Linked DNA regions of Sus scrofa: regions 2, 3 and 4 are each linked to region 1. A link is a contact called in public Hi-C, HiChIP or PLAC-seq and promoter capture Hi-C data. All regions are on one chromosome and are shown on one strand. The core of a region is the stretch at or near the end of the contact, and the rest is flanking DNA. Distances in the headings are between cores, read along the strand shown.

Region 1 (3,555 bases), core at 530-3,029:
AGCAAGTCTGGATTCTTGCAAAGGAGGGGGGAGAGTGGGGACAGGATACTCCAAAATTTATCTCTGTGGGATCTGCTCCTGAGGGCTGAGCAAGGAATTCAGGGCCATTTATTTATTTATCTCTTCAGGTGCATTTAAATCCCCCACTTATACTCCATTTTGTTACCCCACTTTTCTGATTTAGAGCACTAATCTCTGTTCTAACGAAACTTGAATCAGGACTGTGATTCTCTCTCTCTCTTTTTTTTAAGGGCCACACCCACAGCAAATGGAGGTTCCCAGGCTAGGGGTCAAATCAGAGCTACAGCTGCCGGCCTACACCACAGCCACAGTTACACGAGATCCTTAACCCAGTGAGTGAAGGCAGGGATTGAACCTGTGTCTGTCCTCATGTATACTAGTCAGATTTATTTCCTCTGAGCCAGGATGGAACTCTTTTTTTCTTTTTAGGGCAGTACCTGTGGCACATGGAAGTTCGCTGCCATATGTGCCCCAAAGCATGCTTGATCCTTAACCCAAGGAGCAAGACCAGGGATCCAACTGCATCCTCGTGGATACTACTGTTAGGTTCTTAACCCGCTGAGCCACACCGGAAACTCCCGGGGCTGTGATTCTCATTTTGGACCCTGGGTGTGATTTCGTTCGTCGTTGCACAAAACAAATTGCCTGGCAGGTAGTAGGCAGGGTTGTCAGATAAAAAGCAAAAAAACTCTGTTAAGTTTGAATTTAGGCAAACAATAAATTATTTTTAGCTTAAGTATGTTCCACTTATTTGAAATTCAAATTTAACTGGGCTTCCTGTGTTTTATCTGCTAAATCTAGCAGAAGGGTCTCGATAAATATTTGTGGAACAAACGGGATTTTGCTTTGGCTCCGCCCTAAACTTGCGATGTGATCCCTTGGGCAATACTCGGCTCCTGAGACACAGTTCATCCGAGAGGTGGGAGTTCTGGCAGCGACCACGGCAAAGGGATCGCGAAGGGAGGAGAGCGCTGGATAAACTGCCAGAGCAGGGTGGGACCAGTGATCAAGCCTTTGCTGAACCTCCAGCTAGAGAAGCGCCCTCCGGTCCCTTTGCCTGGGCCGGGAAAGCCCCAGCCCCGCCCCTTCACAGCTGTCGCCATGGAAACCCGGGTAGCCTGGAGCCCCGCCCCCAAAAGCCACGCGTTTCCGCTGCGTTGGAGGCTTCTGATTGGACGGCTATCTGGACGCTACCACCAGCCCCGAATCCTCTTAGGGGTGGGGGCGGGATCTCGTCCTCGTGGGACCCTTTCCCTGAAAAACCTGTGCTTGTGGCCTTTCTGGGGGAGGACGGGTTTTATGCCTCACTCAGCGAAAAAGACTAAGTCTCAGGTCGGAAGATGTCCACTGCTCTTCCTAGAGCTTATGTTTATGCCCAGAGAAAGAGGGGGCGGGAAAGTCAGTAACGCCCCCTCAGGAACCTATTCAGTCCCCCAAATCTGGAGCACCGGAAGTGCTGGCGACGTGTCAGTGCGCCCTACCCTAAACCTTCCCCCCAGTCCACCTTTCTTATTCAGCTGCGGAATTCCGGGGCCGCCTGGGCGCTGCACCCTACCACTTCCGCACTGAACCGCCGCTTCAACCGAACTCCCAACCTCTGCGCGCGCTCCCTCTCGTGCCTGATGGTTGGGCTGGCGCCTGGGAGTAGCCACGCCCCTTCTCGCGTGTGGCAGCCAATGGGAGGATGCCTCCCGGCGGGGTGGTGGATAATTAATGAGGGCTGGGCGCTGATTGGATGCAGGGTCGTGGCCGGGGGCTGGGCGCTGGGGTAGGTTGTTCCCAAGGTGGGAGGCGGCACCGTGGCTGAGAAAGAGGCCTGAGAGCGACATGTCCCCAGCAGCTGAGGCACAGCGGCCCGTGGCGCTGTTTTTCTGAGTCCGGGGCGGCCTGGCGGCCGGCTGAGAACTAGGCTCGGCGGAGGCTGCCCCCGCTGTGGTGGCCGCCATGCTGGGCGCCCGGGCGGTTGAGGGAGCCGCTGTGGCGTTCCTGCGACTGCTGCTCCTCCTGCTGCTGCCGGCGCTCCGGGAGCCGGGGTTCGGCGTGGTTGGCTTGGCGGGGGCCGGGCTGCCCGAGAGCGTGATTTGGGCCGTTAACGCGGGCGGGGAGGCGCATGTGGACGTGCACGGGATCCACTTCCGCAAGGACCCTCTGGAAGGCCGGGTGGGCCGAGGTGAGAGCCCCTCGGTAGAGTCTCTGGATCCTGGGCCTGCGTTGCCGGGCGCAGCACGCCGAGGGCTGCGGGCCCCAAGCCCAAGCCACGTCTCTGGAGTGAAGTTTCTCTCTACTGTTTCCTCGGTGACCCGATAAGAGCCCAGAGCTTGGTGCTGATTTGAAGCTACCAAGAGCCTTAGAGTCAGAGTTGGCGAGAAGTTATATTTGGACCTCGCACTCTGCATTTTCGTAACCTCTCACCTCCACGGGAGCTGGGAAAGTAAAGACGAGGGCGGCCTATTGCCACCTCGAGGCCTCACAGGTTTTTCGGTTATCGGTGTCTCTCTCCTGGTGGTTTTGCTCTCCTTTCAAGTCAGTTTCTGGTAGATTCCTGCCGACCCAGAAATCGGCCACTTTTCTTATCTCTTGTGCAGGAGCTGGGCTTGATTCTTAGCCAGAAAAAAAAGGAATTTTGAAGAGGATAGGCCAGGAAAGTTTTGATTGTAGCCTCCTCCCCCACCCCCCTTTGGAGCGAGGAGGGTGTGTGTGCTTAAAAGTAGAAGCTGCAGGCCCTCCCTAGAGGGTGGTTATATTGAAACCTTACTGCGCAGGAGGCTGGTGGTGTTTCAACTGGGTCAGTCAGTGTAAGATCCGAATATTCTATCCGCCAGTGCAGAGAACCTACCCTCAGTGGTCTTGAGAGGTGTGATTCCATCTTATGGGGAAAATGATTTGATTTAATTGATAGAACAGCAGTCATTTTTACAGAGCCGAACAGTTCTCAAAGTCAGTGTAAGAACTGCCAGGAGAGCGGGTGAAAAATGAAAATTTTAGACCTGTAGATTAAACCCAGGTTTCTGCACCAGGGCCTTATGATGTAGGTCATGCCAGACGACTCTGGGAATATCTGCTCTGGACTCTCTGTCTTCTGTCAGTAGGATTGGAAAACAGGTTTAAGAAGGAAGTTCTTGCTTCATGTGTTGGAAGGAGATTTATGCTGTATGCTGGGTTCAGAAGCTGCCAAATCGGCAATACGCCATCTCCAGAAAACTAGGAGACAGACTTTCTCTCTCTCTTTTTTTTTCCCCCCACGATGCCCAGATTTGGATCTTGCCTTTCCTAAAGGGTTTAACTTAAATTCTTCCAAGTTAATTGCAATGTCCTGGAGTTTATTATATTAGAGGGTTTATTGCTTCCATACATGTGAGGGTGTTGAGACCCAGGGCTGTTTTCCAAAACTCTCTGTGTGTGTCTTCAGTTTAGCTCTGGAATTTATTTAGCCCTGGCATGGAGGTCTCAGTAGCCTGGGTTCAGCTGAGTCAGGGCCCTGGTCTTTGGCTGTAACAGCAGTCAAAGCCAGACTTAAGAACAGAAGATCATTGC
Region 2 (3,555 bases), core at 745-3,244, 390 kb after region 1:
AATGGCTGTTCACCAGAGTACCTAAAGTCAAAATAATACCTGGCCCGGGAGTTCCCCATGTGGCTCAGTGGTTAACGAATCCGACTAGGAACCATGAGGTTGTGGGTTTGATCCCTGGCCTTGCTCAGTGGGTTAAGGATCCAGCGTTGCTGTGAGCTGTGGTGTAGGTCGCAGACCCAGCTTGGATCCCGTGTTGCTATAGCTCTGGTATAGGCTGGCGGCTACGTCTCCGATTAGACTCCTAGCCTGGGAAGCTCCAAATGCCACAGGAGCGGCCCTAGAAAACACAAAAAGACAAAAAAAAAAAAAAAAAAAAAAAAAAAAGACCTGGCATTGCCTTGAGCTGCGGTGTAGGTCACAGACTCGGCTCAGATCCCGAGGTGCTGTGTAGGCTGGCAGCTACAGCTCTGATTAGACCCCTAGCTTGGGAACCTCCATATGCTGTGGGTGGGGCCCTAGAAAAAGGCAAAAAGGCAAAAATAAATAAATAAAAATAAATTAAAAAAAACAAAGCAAAACAAATACCTGGCCCATGATAGGCATCGAACATTTGCTGAATGGAGATCATAGTTGGGTTTACATATAATACACAAAATATTCATTAGCATTAGGGTCACACCTCTGCTCTCTATCACACTGATTAAACTCACTTCATTGCGTTTATCTCATACCATCCTGTATATTAGGTTATCTATCGTTATCCTCAAAATTGTGATTAAGAAATAATAGTAATATCAAATTCCAATAATAACAGAGGCTACTTTTTTTTTGCTTTTTGCTATTTCTTGGGCCGCTCCCGCAGCATATGGAGGTTCCCACGCTAGGGGTCTAGTTGGAGCTGCGCCACCGGCCTACGCCAGAGCCACAGCAACGTGGGATCCGAGCCGAGTCTGCAACCTACACCACAGCTCACAGCAACGCCGGATCGTGAACCCACTGAGCAAGGGCAGGGACTGAACCTGCAACCTCATGGTTCCTAGTCGGATTCGTTAACCATTGCGCCACGACGGGAACTTCAAGAGGCTACTATTAATGAGGGTTCACTCTGAGGCAAGCATACCACACTCTTCTGTGAATTATTCCATTTGTTCTTAGCCAGACAGTAAATATTTAGCTATACGTTTCATATATGAGTTTTGTTAAATATTCATCCTTTCCCTCTTCTCCTTCCTCTTTACAATCCTTCAAAAATGTAAAAATTAGGAGTTCCCTGTGTCGTGCAGTGGAAAGGAATCCAACCAGTAAACCTGAGGATGCAGGTCTGATCTCTGGCCTCGCTTAGTGGGTCCGGGATCTGGTGTTGCTGTGGGCTAGTGGGTAGGTCACAGGTGCAGCTGGGATCCCGCATTGCTATGGCTGTGGTGTAGGCTGACAGCTGTAGCTCCAATTTACCCCTAACCTGGGAACCTCCATATGGCCTAAAAAACAACAAAACAAGTAAAAATTAAGAGTTGATGGCCGAGCAATTAAGGACTCAGTTGTCACTGCTGTGGCTCGATTATTGCTATGGCTCCAGTTCCATCCCGGCCCTGAAACTTCCACATGCCAAAACACAACAAAAACAAAAAAATAAAACTATGAAAATCATTTTTAGGTGCAAGCCATACAAAAGAAAATTGTAGGCTAGCGGTAGATACACATTATCTTCCTCTAGCAGATTATATTAAAACTGCAGCATAAGGAAACACATAATATACCCTTATTTTACTTATTGTAGATCTAGCACAATTGAATGTTAGCTCCATAAAGACAGGAAATTTTGTCCTCTTGGCTCACTACTCTTTCTTCACTGCTTGGAACACTGTGTGTAATTTGCTGAATAAAGGAAAGAATATATAAATGAACTTGGCCAAAGTTATGCGAAATGACTTGACTACTGATTACCTCAGGCAGGTTGCAGCTGCAGACTTCTGGTTACTAGATTTGGTATTAATCAGTGCTGGGAAGAAGCGAATTTCTTCTGGAGAGGGAGACAAATTACAGAAAATTTGGAAGCAGGACGGAAGATCCTTGCCCTCACTCAATATGGCGACAGGGCAGCGTGCCCTTTCCGGTCACATGATCTGCCTATTGCCAAAGGGTGCCTCCCCGCGCGTGCGTGCTGGGCCGCGGCTGCGAGGCGCTCAGGGAGAGGCGCTGCCGCCAGCGCCGCCGCTGGGACCCGTTAGAGCGGAAGCGCCTCCGCCGCCGCCGCCGCCGCCGCCGCCTTCGCTGTCTCGGGGCCCCAGGTTCCCGGCAGGTGGGAGGCGGGAGCCATGTCGAAGCGGCTCCGGAGCAGCGAAGTGTGCGCTGACTGCAGCGGGCCAGGTGAGTCTCATCAGCCGGGCCCGCTCCCCTCAGCTCTCCTGGCCAGGACCCCTGCCCCGGGGCCGCCCCTCGAGCCGGGCGGGTCCCGGCAGTCGACCTCTGCATCCCATGCCTGGGGTCACGACGAGGAGGAAGGGGGGCGGTCTTGGGGCAGAACCTGCCCCTGGCCTGTCAGAGCCGGGCGGGCAGGGGGCCGCCGCCCTCCCGCCCCTCCTTTCCCTTTCGTTCACTCTGTCCCAGGCCGTCCGGGGAGGCGGTGGGGTCGGAGCCGCTTTCCTAACAGGAAGGGGCTTGGGCAATCCACAGGAAGGCCAATTACAGAAGTAAAATGCGAGCGTCTTCCCGGCTGCGGCCCCCAGAGACTGCAGGTGTCACCACCCCCTTCCCACAGTCACCCAAGACCCCCGTCCCCGGAGGCGCCCTGCTGGTAGTGGGCGACGCTCACCCCTTCCCTCCACTGAGACTCGCCAGAGGACCCCCATGGACGATTTCGCCATTTCTGGCATCCCGACTCCCGCTCCACGGCAGAGAGTCTCCAGGATGTCGGGGTCTTGCAAACGCCACCTGCACTTGGGAGGCAATGCTTGGCTCAGGTTCTGAGATCTGAACCGTCTGAGTTCAAACTAGATGTTCCCTCTGGGTGACCTTGGGCTGGTGACTTCATTTGGCCGAGTCTTCATTTCCTCATTTTTCCGATGGGGATAATGGGGAGTATGGTGCTTAGCGGTAGGGAAGATTCAGTGAATATTCTTAGCATCATCTCATTTAAATTTTTTTCCCCTATTGTGTACAGAACCTTTACAGTCCCTTAAAACTATAGTTGAATTTCTAAATCATGCATTAATTACAGCTTACAAAACCAACACACACCACATCACTGACAAGTAGACCCATTTGGGCATTTAGGCAATATAGGCATATGGCAGCACTGAAAGGCCAAAACTAAACCTCCCATGTGTAGTTTTCGTCTTAGCAGTTGGAACTGAGTTGACAGGTCTCTGTACTGTTCTCAGTGCTTGTATTTTTCTGCTTTGAATTTGAAGTAATTCAAAAGGTAAAATGGCACCACAGCATCCAGTAAACAATCTTAATGAAACCATTGCGCACCAGTGTTTTTGCGACTGTTCCAAACTTTGTCTTGTCAGATGGAAGTGGAGACTGATTTTTAAATAGTACTATGATAATTCAAACCTTATGTGGTTATTTCATGGCCTCTATAATGTAAGTGGGGTTACCGGTTTCCTTTGA
Region 3 (3,555 bases), core at 644-3,143, 380 kb before region 1:
ATGCCTAAAGCCTGGAAGAAGGAGGTCTTCTCAGGCCCCAGACCAGTGTTCTGGGCAGGTACAGTGACTTCGCATGGGGCTATGGCACCAGCACGGGCGGCAGCTGGCACCTGAACAAAAAGGACAAACAATGAGAAAACTTCTTTCCACAGCTACAACCTGAAAAAGATTGTCTTCTTTTTTTCTTGCTTTTAAGGAGCCAAAATTAATGATAAGGCCTCTTCAGCCAAGCTGATTCTCCCCTCACCTTATTGGCCAGCAGCATGTCCCTGATCTCAGTGAGGTCCTCCTTGGTGAACACAAAGCCCACGTTCCCCCGGATGTGAGGCAACAGTCTGCAAAGAGAAGTTTACAAGAGACGGTTAACTTTGAGCACCATTCTTCTCCAGGAAAAGGGAGAAGGATGGACAAAGATGCCCAGGAGGAATGACTGACTTCTCCAGGGCTGGGTTGTTTTCCAGGTGCCCTCGGATGGCCTTGCGCATCATGGTGTTCTTGCCCATCAGCACCACGGCTTTCCCGCGGAGAGACATGCGGATCTGCTGCATCTGCTTGGAGCCCACATTGTCTGCTCCCACAATGAAGCATTTCGGATAATCATCCAGAAGTTGCTGCCCAAACAAGCCAGACACGAGCAATGTTAACAGAAGGAAAAAGAAAGGATCAAGAAAAACCAAATCCCACAATCTCAAGTTTCCGTTTCACTCACTCCTTTTTATGCTTTTCAAATGTCTGAGGTTAAGACAATTCCTCCTACTAGCAGGCACCTGAGCTGTGAGAGCCAGATTTGCCTAAGATTTGCTTGTGGGGTATGAATGGTAAGATCATGTTTCTACATTCAACCCAAAGGTTTAATTGTAGCTTCCATTCTTAATTTTTCTCAATTAAGGCATGTTTCTGATCCACTAAAATGGCTGCATTAACAAAACCCAGTTTTGAAAATACAAAGTAAGGCAAACACAGCAAAACATTACTTGTAGAATTTAGGTTTCAAGTATGGATCATTGAAAAATTCCTTTAAGTTTTTTGTCTCAAAATCATGAAAAATGGAAAACATAATGGACTAAGGTCCACAAAGCTGCCTAACGCCTAAAGAGCAGCATGACCTGATGATCAACAATTCTGGGCAGCGAAGACCCACCTCAAGGCCACCCAAAAGAAAACATTCACTGAATTAGTTTCTTGACAGGATCTAAATCTGCAGCAACTTGCCTCTTTATAATGAATCATTCAGTGCCTCAGACTTCCCCAAAGATGGATACAAAAAAGTAAAAGTATGACCAGAGATCTTTAGAAGTACTCTTAAGAGCCATTTAACCTGCCTGAGCCTGTTTATCTGCAACACAAGGAAGCAGAGGAACGCTGACCTCAGGAAATTATTAAGATTAAAGAAGACTTGCCTAAAACGACCTAATTTGATGGTTGGCCACCTGCAGGCACTCAGCACCTGGCCGCTGGTTGTCCCTATTACTGCCCCGGGCAAGGCACCACAGTGGGCGGCCGAGACCTACCCCGCACTTACGATTATCTTAAGGAAGTAGTTGGACTTCCAGGTCGCCCTGTCTTCCCTGGGCATCACGGCGGTGCGTCAGGGATTGCCACGCAGGGTTTAAAGACGATGTCACTGAGAAAAAAGAGAGAAAATTCAGCATACTCCAACACGCGTCCCCACGGAGCGGCGGGCTCCAAACCCGAGGCCTAGGGGAGGAGACCACTCTCCCGCGCCCGGCGGCCCGAACGGGCCCTGGACTTGCCGCCAGCGGAGCCCCAGGCCAGAGAGGCCTGGACCCCGCGGCCCCCGAAAATATACCCGAAAGCCTCATTTCTCCCGCCGCCAGTCCCCTACGCTACCACAGCGGACGAACAGACCTCACACGAGGACGCCTGGCGAGAGGAGGGCTGTACGCCGGCGCGAGTCTTTTATATGTGAACAAAACAGCCAATCCAAAGCCGCAGACAGCGCCCCCGCCTATTGGCTGGCTTCAACGTCTGTCTGGAGAAGCTGGGTTGATCTATGCAGCCATTGGATGGTATCGCTGCCACTCCAGCCAACGGGACGCTGCCTTTAAACACGGTAGCTAAAGAAAGCACTGCTGTGTGTGGAAGGAGGTTTCTCAGAGGTGCTTCCCTCTGCTGGGCTGGAGCTGTTCTCGTGTAGAGAAGCTAGAGTTTGTGACCTGAGTCCACGTTTCCTTCTGTCACCTGGCCAAGTCGCAAGCTGAAGAGTATGACGTGGAGCTGAGAAATAATTGTACATGGTTGAGAAGCAGAATGGTTTCTTGTTTCTTCTACAGTTCTTCGCTCTTTGGAAACAAAGGGATGCTTTAAAACCTAAGTCTCAGAGTTTCCATTATGGTTCTACGGGTTAAAGACCAGACGTAATCTCCGTGAGGATGCCGGTTCCATCCCTGGCCTCGCTCAGTGGGTTAAGGATCCGGCTTTGCAGCAAGCTGCAGCGTAGGTCACAGATGCGGCTCGAATCCGCAGCTGCAGCTCCCCATTCCACCCCTAAAAGGAAAATAATAATATGGAGTTCCCGTCGTGGCTCATGGTTAACGAATTCGACTAGAAACCCGCATTCGAGTGCGGGTTTGATCCCTGCACTCCGTCAGTGAGTTAAAGATCCCGCGTTGCCTAGAGCTGTGGTGTAGGTCGCAGACGCGGTTCGCATCCCGCGTTGCTGTGGCTCTGGCGTAGGCTGCTGGCTGCAGCTCCGATTCGACCCCTAGCCAGGGAACCTCCATATGCTGCACGCCCTAGAAAAGACAAAAAAAAGAAAACCCACTTCCACTCCCTCTTTCCTCTGTTCCTATAGCACTTACACAGCACACTATATAATTTGTTACATTGTTTCGTGTCTCTATTTTTGCCTTATACCTGGCATAATAGGCATATGCTAAATATTTGTTGAAGAAAAGAATGCAGGGTTTGCAATCAGATAACCTGGATCCATATTCTTGTTCTGCCACTTGCTGGTTGTGTCATCTCAGGAAGCGATTTCACCTTGCTGACTCTGTTTCTTTATCTGTAAAATGGAGATAATAGTATTCACATTCTAGAACTGTTATGAGGATTACTGCGAGATATGTGTTAGGACAACACAATTCCTGGAATGTAGGAGGAAATCACTGTGGATGTCAGCTTATTTTTTAATTTTTTAATTTAAAAAAATTTTTTTGTCTTTTTGTCTTTTTCCAGGGCCGCACCCAGGGCATACAGAGGTTCCCAGGCTAGGGGTCTAATGGGCACTGTAGCCACTGGCCTACACCACAACCACACCAACACGGCATCTGAGCGGTGTCTGCCACCTACACCACAGCTCATGGCAGCGCCAGATCCTTAACCCACTGAGCAAGGCCAGGGATCGAACCCACAACCTCATGGATCCTAGTCTGATTCATTAACCACTGAGCCACAACAGGAACTCCTAATTTTTTAATTTTTTAATTTTTTTTTTTTTTTTAGGGCCAGGGGGCTGCATGTGGAAATTCCCAGGCTAGGGGTGGAATTGGAGCTGTAGCTGCTGGCCTGTGCCACAGCCACAGCAACACGGGA
Region 4 (3,555 bases), core at 566-3,065, 310 kb before region 1:
GCCCTGGCAACTTCTATTCCACTTTCTACGAATTTGGTCTCTCAGTACCTCAGATAAAATAATCGCGTAATTATTTAATCTTTTGTGCATGGCTTATTTCATAGAATGTTTTTAAGCCCATCCATGTTGTGGTATATTTCAGAATTTCATTCCTTTTTAGGGCTGATATTCTATCGTATGGAATTTTGTTATCCATTTATTCTTTGATTGACAGGACATTGCTTCCACGATTTGGCTGTAACAATACTTCCATGAACAGCAGCACAGAGATATCAGTCTGAGTCCTTGTTTTCAATTCTTTTGGGTGTATCTACCTAGAAGTAGAATATCTGGATCATGTGGTAATTCTCTGTTTAACCTCAAAGGGTTTTCTGTAGACACCTTAATTCAGAGGAGAGAGGCTGAAAGAGGCTATTTCCACAGAAATGCCCACAATTCATGAGTTTGAAGTTACTTTCACTCTCATTGCCTTGGCAAGTCAAAAGCTACTAGAAACATGTGCCTAGACTTGGTTCAGCTCTGAACTATATTCTCCAAAAGACTTGTTTTTTGCTACTAAATAAGATGCAAATAGTAGTCTCCAAGAAAATGACATTTCCTCCAGCATTTTATTATGAAAATTTTAAACATGAAACATTCAAAGTATTGCTTAATGACCATTTATGTAGTCATTGACTAGATGTAAAAAAATGACATAAGGAGTTTCCATTGTGGTTCATCAGGTTAAGAACCTGACTAGTATCCATGAGGATGCAGGTTTGGTCCCTGGCCTTGCTCAATGGATTAAGGATCCAGCATTGTCACAAGCTGTGGTGTAGGCTGGCAGCTGCAGCTCTAATTCAAGCCCTAGCCCAGGAACTTCCTTATGCCACAGGTGTGGGACTAAAAAGGAAAAAAACATGACATAAAAGGTCTGTTTGATGCTGATGGGTAATTAATTTTTTTTCACATCCATAACTGCCAGGGTGGGGGGGGAATACTAGCAATTTGATTAATTTAGAGTAATTTACTTTGATCCAATCAAGAACTTTGTCACTAATTTGTGGTGTGGTCGAGTCATGAGAAATAAAAAAACTAGGATCATCCAAAGAATTTCTCAGCCCTTGAGAATGTGTTTTTTTTTTGGCTTTCTGTCTTTGTAGGGCTAAACCCACAGGCATATGGAGGTTCCCAGGCTAGGGGTCCAGTTGGAGCTGTAACCACCGGCCTATATCACAGCCCCAGCAACATGGGATCCGAGCTGCATCTGTGACCTACACCACAGCTCACAGCAACACTGGATCCCTAGCCCACGGAACGAGGACAGGGATCAAACCTGTGTCCTCACACACGGATGCTGGCCAGGTTTGTTAACTGCTGAGCCATGGAAACTCCAAGAAAGTCTTGATTGGTGGCTCAATACACCCTGTCAGAATCTATCAAGGGAAATTGTGATTCACCAGCTGTCTTGGGTAACTTCATCCTCCATGGATGACTTCCCAGCGGCCCTGAAAAGAAAAAAAAAAAAAAATCTAGATCCAGTATTAAAGCTTCTAGCTTAAGAGAAAATGAATTCCTAAGTTATTGCTATTTGGATGTACTACATTGCACCCAGGACAGTAGCGTCCAAGCTCTTAACCACTTCTCAAACAGATGATAGGCTTGTTGGCTTTGGAAAAGCACACTTTGCAAACGAAGGTTGGAAACCTCTGACCAGAATGGGCCGACAGAGGCGCTATGGGACAATATGGGGCCCTCAAATGGGAAGCCCATAGAATTGTGGGACTTGTAGTTTTTTTTGCATCATTTCGGCTTCATGCACTACATTTCCCAAAATGCAAATATAGTCAGTCAGTCCCACTGCCGGGTGTGGAGTGTCCCTTAAACTGTGAAAGGTAAGTGTGTTCTGTTCAGGCTGCAGGTTTCTAAAAATTGTGGATTTCTCGTAAGGGATACCATTTCTCTTCTTTGCCCTTTGGTGGGAACTGGGAGACAGCAGCTGTTCCAACAGAGCGTTTTCAAAGGGATTTCCCAAGCCCTTTGGTCTCAGGAATCCAGATTATGTATTTGTCTAGCTGTTCACGTGTTGCTGTGGTGTGTCAAGGAGAAATCAGAGTCCTGATCCCAGATTTGGAAAGCTCAGCATGAAATAATGTTTACATATGGGGTACACGTCACTAGAGAATTTCTGCATTTGACCATGCAATATGTCAAAGCCTTGTTTTCACAACTAGAAAAGGTGGAGTAGATATTCCCTTGTGGCACAGCAGGTTAAGGATCCAGCCTTGTCACTGCAGTGGCTCAGGTTGCTGCTGTGGTGCAGGAACTTCCACATGCTGCAGGCATGGCAAAAAGAAAAAGAAAAAAAGAAAGAAAGAAAGAAAGACAAAAAGGCAAAGCAGGAGTTCCCATCGTGGCTCAGTGGTTAACGAATCCGACTAGGAACCATGAGGTTGTGGGTTTGATCCTTGGCCTAGCTTAGTGGGTTAAGGATCCGGTGTTGCCATGAGCTGTGGTGTAGGTTGCAGACACAGCTCTGATCTGGCGTTGCTGTGGCTGTGGTGTAGGCCGGCGGCCGTAGCTCTGATTAGACCCCTAGCCTGGGAAGCTCCATATGCTGCAGGTGCGGTCCTAAAAGGACAAAAAGACAAAAAAATAAAAAAATAAAATAAAATGGGAAGTAGGTTTATGGGACACACAGTTCCCCCAAGGGGTGTTATTAACTAAAAATATAAATGTATTCCTCTGATAGAGGCATCTTTAGATGTCACAAGTGGATTAACACCGAGCTATTGACGGTCTTAAAAGATACTGGGGTAGGCCATTAACCTTTTGAAGTTTATAAGAAATTCATTGCTGACCAGCCAGGTGTTACTAGGAGAGACAGAATAGGCCTAATGTTATGCTAGAATTGTGCTTTATCAATTTTTTTTCGCTTTTTAGGGCCATACGTGCGGCATATGGATGTTCCCAGGCTAGGGGTCGAATTGGAGCTGTAGCTGTCAGGTCTATGCCACAGCCACAGCAATGCCATATACTTAACCCACTAAGCAAGGCCAGGGATCGAACCTATGTCCTCATGAATACTAGTCAGATTCGTTACTGATGAGCCACAATAGGAATTCCTGTTTTATCAGTTTTTTACTTTACCTTTCTCCTATTTTCTATTTATTTTTAATTTTTAGAAAATGTTATGGCCACACTCAAGGCATATGGAAGTTCCCAGGCCAGGGACTGAGTCCCAGCCACAGCTGTGATCCATGCACAGCTGCAGCAATGCTGGATCCTTTAACCCACTGCACTGGGCTGGCAATCGAACCGACACCTCTGCAGTGATCCGAGTCACTGCAGTTGGATTCTTAACCCATGGCACCATGGTGGGAACTCTGACCTTTCTCTTTTTTAAAGTAGACTTTATTTTTTAGAGCCCCCCCTCTTTTTTTTAGGAAACCAAGATATACAGTTTCCCTTGGATGCAGAAAGCCTTGGCAGATTTGCCAGCCATAGTTAATTTCCATCTGATGGCTACTGCATAGATGAGCTCTGGCTGTAGGTTCTTAAGACAGTAGGAAGATA

The links. Promoter capture Hi-C pulls out the DNA fragments that hold promoters and counts their contacts. Hi-C and Micro-C count contacts between places; a contact is called where the count stands out from the background. HiChIP or PLAC-seq counts read pairs in DNA pulled down with a chosen protein or histone mark.
Region 2: a contact with region 1 is called in an H3K27ac HiChIP or PLAC-seq map of alveolar macrophages. The contact joins the promoter of ANKRD13A here to the promoter of MLEC in region 1. A contact is called at or near these places in 1 of 5 promoter capture datasets (liver) and 1 of 2 datasets of contacts at active chromatin or transcription factors (alveolar macrophages).
Region 3: a contact with region 1 is called in a Hi-C map of mesenteric adipose tissue, with 2.0 times the contacts expected there. The contact joins the promoter of RPLP0 here to the promoter of MLEC in region 1. A contact is called at or near these places in 4 of 47 Hi-C or Micro-C datasets (alveolar macrophages, heart right ventricle, liver and 1 more).
Region 4: a contact with region 1 is called in a promoter capture Hi-C map of fetal liver, with 2.1 times the contacts expected there. The contact joins the promoter of SIRT4 here to the promoter of MLEC in region 1. A contact is called at or near these places in 2 of 5 promoter capture datasets (fetal liver and liver), 2 of 47 Hi-C or Micro-C datasets (liver and skeletal muscle) and 1 of 2 datasets of contacts at active chromatin or transcription factors (alveolar macrophages).

What each region holds. Positions count from the first base shown.
Region 1 is chr14:40,600,203-40,603,757 of Sscrofa11.1, forward strand. It overlaps MLEC (malectin), which reads left to right and starts at 1,780. Exons shown (of 5, transcript XM_001928694.6): 1 at 1,780-2,191. The coding sequence starts at 1,966.
Region 2 is chr14:40,993,888-40,997,442 of Sscrofa11.1, forward strand. It overlaps ANKRD13A (ankyrin repeat domain-containing protein 13A), which reads right to left and starts at 1,995. Exons shown (of 15, transcript XM_021074290.1): 1 at 1,885-1,995. GIT2 (ARF GTPase-activating protein GIT2) reads left to right here and starts at 2,099. Exons shown (of 18, transcript XM_003483442.4): 1 at 2,099-2,307. The coding sequence starts at 2,256.
Region 3 is chr14:40,222,050-40,225,604 of Sscrofa11.1, forward strand. It overlaps RPLP0 (ribosomal phosphoprotein large PO subunit), which reads right to left and starts at 1,894. Exons shown (of 8, transcript NM_001098598.1): 1 at 1,870-1,894; 2 at 1,523-1,624; 3 at 436-611; 4 at 248-335; 5 at 1-110. The coding sequence starts at 1,576.
Region 4 is chr14:40,288,473-40,292,027 of Sscrofa11.1, forward strand. It overlaps SIRT4 (sirtuin 4), which reads left to right and starts at 1,816. Exons shown (of 5, transcript NM_001114270.2): 1 at 1,816-1,874. LOC102165911 (a long non-coding RNA gene) reads right to left here. Exons shown (of 4, transcript XR_002338550.1): 3 at 1,440-1,487.